Regions from separate parts of the Mus musculus genome. Here region 2 is linked to region 1. Evidence: chromatin contacts called from public Hi-C data. All regions are on one chromosome and are shown on one strand. The core of a region is the stretch at or near the end of the contact, and the rest is flanking DNA. Distances in the headings are between cores, read along the strand shown. Region 1 overlaps Ostf1 (osteoclast stimulating factor 1). Region 2 holds the start of D030056L22Rik (RIKEN cDNA D030056L22 gene).

The links. A called contact is a pair of places that touch in the nucleus more often than the background predicts.
Region 2: a contact with region 1 is called in a Hi-C map of granulocyte-monocyte progenitors, with 1.9 times the contacts expected there. The contact joins the promoter of D030056L22Rik here to the enhancer-like site in region 1. A contact is called at or near these places in 4 of 39 promoter capture datasets (the C10 cell line, the HPC-7 cell line, neutrophils and 1 more), 4 of 484 Hi-C or Micro-C datasets (Sertoli cells, bone marrow-derived macrophages, granulocyte-monocyte progenitors and 1 more), 6 of 115 datasets of contacts at active chromatin or transcription factors (effector CD8 T cells, embryonic fibroblasts, embryonic stem cells and 1 more) and 1 of 9 other capture datasets (liver).

The regions. Positions count from the first base shown.
Region 1 is chr19:18,581,660-18,584,776 of GRCm38.p6, forward strand. Ostf1 (osteoclast stimulating factor 1) reads right to left here. Exons shown (of 10, transcript NM_017375.3): 9 at 2,983-3,084. Among named protein-coding and RNA genes, the nearest start is that of Ostf1, 49 kb to the right of the region's middle. Within about 2 kb of position 1,427, at least 31 of the 459 cell types and tissues checked have an H3K27ac peak or open chromatin away from gene starts, as enhancers often do. A contact at or near this core is called in the HPC-7 cell line, bone marrow-derived macrophages, granulocyte-monocyte progenitors and 1 more, where this site is marked.
Region 2 is chr19:18,711,573-18,714,689 of GRCm38.p6, forward strand. It overlaps D030056L22Rik (RIKEN cDNA D030056L22 gene), which reads left to right and starts at 1,663. Exons shown (of 2, transcript NM_001374130.1): 1 at 1,663-2,087. The coding sequence starts at 1,752.

The DNA of each region.
Region 1 (3,117 bases), core at 177-2,676:
TCCTCTACAAGCGGCTCAAAGTCCCTCCTGCCATTAACCAGTTCACCCAGGCCCTGGACAGGCAGACAGCTACTCAGCTGCTTAAGCTTGCCCACAAGTACAGGCCAGAGACAAAGCAAGAGAAGAAGCAAAGGCTACTGGCCCGTGCTGAGAAGAAAGCTGCTGGCAAAGGGGACATCCCAACTAAGAGACCACCTGTCCTCCAAGCAGGAGTCAATACAGTCACCACCTTGGTGGAGAACAAGAAGGCTCAGCTGGTGACCACATTGAGCTGGTGGTTTTCCTACCTGCCTGTGTCGAAAGATGGGGGTGCCCTACTGCATCATCAAGGGAAAGGCCAGGCTGGGGCACCTGGTCCACAGGAAGACATGCACCACAGTTGCTTTCACACAGGTTAACTCGGAAGACAAGGGTGCTCTGGCTAAGCTGGTGGAAGCCATTAGGACCAATTATAATGACAGATATGACGAGATCTGTCACCACTGGGGAGGCAATGTCCTGGGTCCTAAGTCTGTGGCTCGCATTGCCAAGCTGGAAAACGCAAAGGCTAAAGAACTTGCCACTAAATTGGGTTAAATGTACACTAAGTTTTCTATACCTAAATATAATTACAAAATTAAAAAAAGAAAAAAAAGAAAGAAAGGAACCACAATCCTCCCTGATCCAGGGATTATGCGCTCTCTGTGACCCTTCCCATCACTACTTTCCAACCTGCAGAGCCTCACTGCGAGGGGCTGCCAAGTCGCTGGCAATGTCCAACCCCACCTGTCCAACCCCAGCACAAAGCCACCAGCCACAGGCACCGCGGCCAACACGGAGTATCAGCAGCCACTCCATGTCAGTCAGCGCACAGCCTGTGCGGTCCCTGAAGGCAGGACACAGAAAGGTGAGCAATGAGGGAGAGGGGGTGAGGATACAGATGCTTCCGTTTCATTTCAGGAAAAAGTAACTTTAAGAAGTAGCAAGAGGCTGAAATTTAGAAAAAATTAAAAAATCAATGAAAATCTGGACTCTATCAAATGCTAACTAAAACAATCTTGCACAGGGGTCAAAGGGAAGATGGCTAATCTAACTGCTGCCTCTTCGGCTGTGTTCATCAAATTCTTACAGTAACAAATTTCCTGAGAAGGAAAATGTAATTCGAGAGCAAACACTGTTAGAATTCAATTGATGGCAGCCAAATCCAGGTCTCTCACTAGCAGAGCCCAGACTTCCCTGGAAATATGACCTGCTCTGTCTGGGGACCATACGAAGATGGACCTAGAACCCTATCAAGCTAGAAAGCAAAGATCCTATTGCAGACAACTTGCTGGTCAGGACCAAGCACGAGAGACAGAGAACGAGAACCTTTAGCACGTAAGGAACCTTACAGTGCAGTAGAGTCTCCTTGAAGGCTGGAGTCTAGCAACAGGAAGTCAGTGGCAAAGAAAGGAAGTTAGGCCACAGCCTTCCTTCCTCACCCAACTGGACAGGACGGACTGGGAGGTCAACCTCAAGCAAAAGCCACCCACCCACTAACAAACATGGTTTCTACTTTTTGTCCCACGCAGTGTCTGGGCAGCACCAGCTAAGCTAACAAACACTTTGTCATTCCCTCCAGAGCTCACATCAATAAATGACTGTCTTTAGAGAAACACCAGTTCTTCTGATGAGTATTAACCATGGTTAAAGCACCAAGCTCCAGGCTGGTTTCCACTGTGGGTGAACTGAAGTGGAAGGCAATACAAAGGGGCAGCGGGCTCATGGGCAGGCTTATGTATGATGGGACTTAGCAATGGGCAAGGAGGATAATTTAGGAGGTTCTCCTAAACCCCAAAGACAAGGAGAACGCTTACTGTTTCTCAGGCTCAGGCAGGGGACTAAACTCGGGGTTTTGACACAGGCCAGGGAATAAGGATGACTGGGTGGGAGGGAGAAAGGCACAGTGATGGAGAGAGAGAAAGGTGAGGTGAATGTGACCGAGAAGGTAAAGCACACAGTCACAGGACAGCAGCGAGGGCAGCAAAGAGCTGGCCTCTGTGTAGGGACACATGGCTTGCATTTTAAACCCTGTGGTGGTCCGAATGAGAATCATATCCCCCAACCCTCACATCACCCAACCCACATGATGAATGGCTAATACACTGTGTGCTTGGTTGCTGCTTGCAAAGTATTAGGAGGTGTGCCCTTCTTGGAAGAGGTGTGTTGCTGGCTGTGGGCACTGCGGTTTCAAAAGCCTATGCTAGGCTGAGTCTGTGTCTGTCTGTATGTACATATGTCTATTTGTCTGTCTTTCTCTCTCTGCTTACTGTAGAATAGGACTCAAAGCTCCCGGCTACATCTCTAGCACCACGTTTTCCTGCCTGTGACTATGTTCCCTGCCAACATAATCATGATCATGGACTCTTCTGAAACTGTAAGAAGCCCCCCAATTAAATGTTTTCTTTTTTTTTATAACAGAGAATTTTTTTATAACACAGAACAACAAAGACAATCCCTTTCTTTCTTTTGAAACAACCACCATGTAAAACCTTCATTCCGTTCACATTTATCTTCCCACATCTGTATTTTAATCTTGAAGAATTTGTACCTCATTTCTAAACTTGAAGAACCATTCACAATATTGTGAATAGATTCCAGTCTTTGGCAAAGCCTAGAAAAACTTCAGGTGTGGTTGATTGCTATGTTCATTAAGTCTAAAGCTCAAGGTAATCATGGAGTGGTGAGTTTTAGTTACATCTACCTTCGGTCACTCACAGAGCCATGCTGCCATGCTGGAAAGCATACCATTATTAGCAAAGAGCAAAGGAAATGACGACATGAAAGGCTCCATCTGACTTCAGATGGGTTTGCTTGATACTATCGTTTTACTTTAGATCTGATTTAGACCAATGGTATATATTCAAAATTGAGAATCATTTATCATATGGGGGGAAACTCGCCCTTTGCAGTAAAACCTTGCAAAGTCTTGATCATAAGCACAAGAAGGATTTAAGACAATACCTGTTCCCTGCTGCTTCTTCTTCAGGAGCGATGCACAGGCAGCGTTGGTGGCCATGTCCAAGGCCAGCTTCTTCTCATTGTTTCTCAAGTCTGTCCTCGCACCTTCCCAACACAGGAAACAGAAGTCACGTGTCT
Region 2 (3,117 bases), core at 413-2,912, 130 kb after region 1:
TAGCCGTGACTATCCTGGAACTAGATCTGTAGACCAGACTGGCCAAGAACTCACAGACTGCCTCTGCCTCCCGAGTGCTAGGACTAAAGGTTTTCCAAACCACTTTTAAGATAAAGCTTTTAAGGCGATGCACTCTCATGTCTTCGCAGGCGCATGTGTATGTATGGCAAAATGCCACGTCTAAAAATAAGCAGCGTATTGTATGTCAGCTAGATCTTAGTATATCTTAAAATATTAGCAAATCCAAAAAAGCATCTTAGAAATACAGATAAGTGAGTGGACTGAGGGGGAAATTACAAAGAAGTAGTAATTCATGGTCCGAAACAAGACTACTTGGGGACAGGAAAGAGAAACGGGACAGTGAAGAGGCACACAGATGCTCTTTCCCTTCTGAAGCCAGGCAGGGACACTTGCGTGTTACGGTCATTTTAGCTATGCATATGCTTTATACTACCTTGTGTACATAATGCTAAGTATCACAAGGAATGAGGGGCGGGGTGGGGGGAGGGCAGCAAGATTCTGGAGAACAGAAGGAACACACCTGCCCATGTTGTATTCTATTGTGTTGGAACATGGTCTCCGCACAACAAATCATCTGTGTCACTAGTGTGAAAATGGCAATGGCGAATTTATCATTTGTTCCAGGTGGAAGAATTACCAAGTGCAAACAGGAAATGGAGCGATCAAACAGAACTTTCTGTACACTACCGATAACGCTGTTTGTGCTTGTTGGTTATTTGCTGTCCTCCCACCAATGCAAACCGTGATGGGTTTGTTTGAGCCAGTATTTTAGTCTTTCGGTAAAAGCAAAAAGTAACTCAAGGATAGAGATCTTGCCTCCCATGCCCAAGGCCGTAGGTTCAATCCCCAGTGCTGGAAGGAAGTTTCTCTGTGTAGATGGCTTACAACTACATCTAGAGATATTTAAGCATGCACATGGCGCATATTCATAAATACACCCATACACAGTACCTATCAGCTAAAACAGCTCTACCATGCCCTAGAAAGAATGTTTCTCCGGAGCGTTGATGGGCTTGGTTTCTTTTTGTTTGTTTTGTTTTTTCCTTAGTTTTGTTTGGTTACTGCGTTTTCTCCTTATCCTTGCAGCACTGGGGATAGAATCTAAGGCCTTGGGCATGGTAGGCAAGCACCCTATCCTTTAGTTACTTTTTGCTTTTTACCAAAAAAAAAAAAAAAAAAAAAAGTACGGACTTATTTCTGCCACGGTTTACATTTTTCTGCCAAGACACCACCCACTGGAGAGGTCCTGGAACCTGCAGGCCGCTGCGGGCTAAGCAGACACTTCCGCCGCCCCAGGATCGCAGCACAGAGGAAAGGGCCCCAGCGCACTTGCCGCTGGGACCTCTGAGGCCGCGGAGTCTTTCGGCCGCTCCTGCCCGAGTCCTCGCTTGGGGACCGAGAGGCGCACACACAGGGGAATGCGAACAACCGTGCAAGTCAAAAGAAGGCCGCCAGGGGGTAGCGGCCTCCTTCCATCCACATCCCCATGCCCCGCCCCCTCAGAGGGCGCACTTCCGGCCGCAAGGGCGCTCGGGAACGCGAACCGCGAGCCTCCACCAACCAGCGGCTGTGCTGGATGGGCGCAGGTGCGCGCGCATCACGGCGCAGGTTCGAAACTCCGGCGCTGCGCGGTGGCTCCCCCACAACGTCTCGTCCGCCCTCGGGACAGCCGAGCTCTGCGCTGCCCTTCGCCCTCCGCCCGCCGCCCGCGCGACCCTCGTCCCTGGCCCATGGCCAAGCGGCGTGCGGCTGAGCCGCTCACGTTCCGCGTGCCTTGGAAGCGGCTCCTGCTCAGCGACTTCCCCGAGGAGCCGCCGCTCTGGGTCCCGCCGTCTGGGACGGCTCGGCCCCTCAAGCGCCAGGGGGACGCGGGGATCATGGCGGAGCCTGCGTCTGCGCCCCGCAAGCGACGCGGCGGCGGGGACGACAGACAGGAGCTGCAGGGCTGTAGCCGGGAGCCCGGAGAGCCACCTCCTGGCGAGCAGGAGGAACCCCGGGCCGCGGGCGGCGGCGACAGAGTAGAAAGCGCGGGCAGCCCGCAGGTAGCCGACGGGGTGCACAGCCAGGTAGGTCCGCTACTCACTAGCCCGGAGCTCGGTGCCAGGCCGCGGAAGTCGGGCCATCGAGTGGGCCAGACGGGCTGGACCCTAGAGGGTCAGCTCAGTGACCAACGGGAGAGAGGCGTTTAATTTGATGGGGAATGCTGTAGAACTTCTAGCATGCTTTCCAGTAGCATTCATCAGAGGACCTGTTAACTCCTAATGTTCAGTGCTGTGAGAATGGATTGTTGGACTCACTGTCCTCTCCGCTGCTTTGTTTTGGTAGCCGCTAGCCATGTGATCAGACAGAATACACTAGAAATATAACTTGACCAAACTTATGTGTTTTAAGTGTAAGAAGAGTAGGAGCGCCAAATATGTTTTAAGATAAAGGGTCGGGTTCTGAACTGTGTTACACACGAAGCAACTTGCCGCATATTGGGTGTACTGTTTGTTAATTTTATTTTTAGACACGTGACTAGAAAACTTAAAGTGAGTGTTTTGCTTTTTCAGACAGGGTTTATCTATGTGTAGCCCTGGCTGTCCTGGAACTCACTCTGTAGACCAGGCTGGCCTTGAACTCAGAAATCCGCCTGCCACTGCCTCCCAAGTGCTGGGATTAAAGGCGTGGGCCACCACTGCCCGGCCTTCGAGTGAGTTATAACCCATACTATATATGTATCGCACAGCATTGGCCCGACTTAGGGACTCAAGAGCCTTCTTTAAAGCAGTTCTTGCATAAGTTGGTGGAGCATGAGGTGAAGAAGCAAGGGTGATTCTTAGAGCTCGCCAAACTCAGCCACCTTGGCATGCGTCTGCTCAGTGTCCTTTTCTAGTTATTTTATAACAAAGTTGATAAGATAACGGAAATTTTCTCTTCGTGTAGCCCTGGCTGTCCTGGACCAGGCTGGCCTCGAACCCAGAGATCCACATTTCCTCTTGCCTTTCGAGTGCTGAGATTAAAGGCGTTCAGGGAGATTATCTTTCAATACTACACTCACTGTTTTTAGGTGAAAGTTACTGGTTTCTTAAGCAGAAGTATTGGATGTAACTGCAG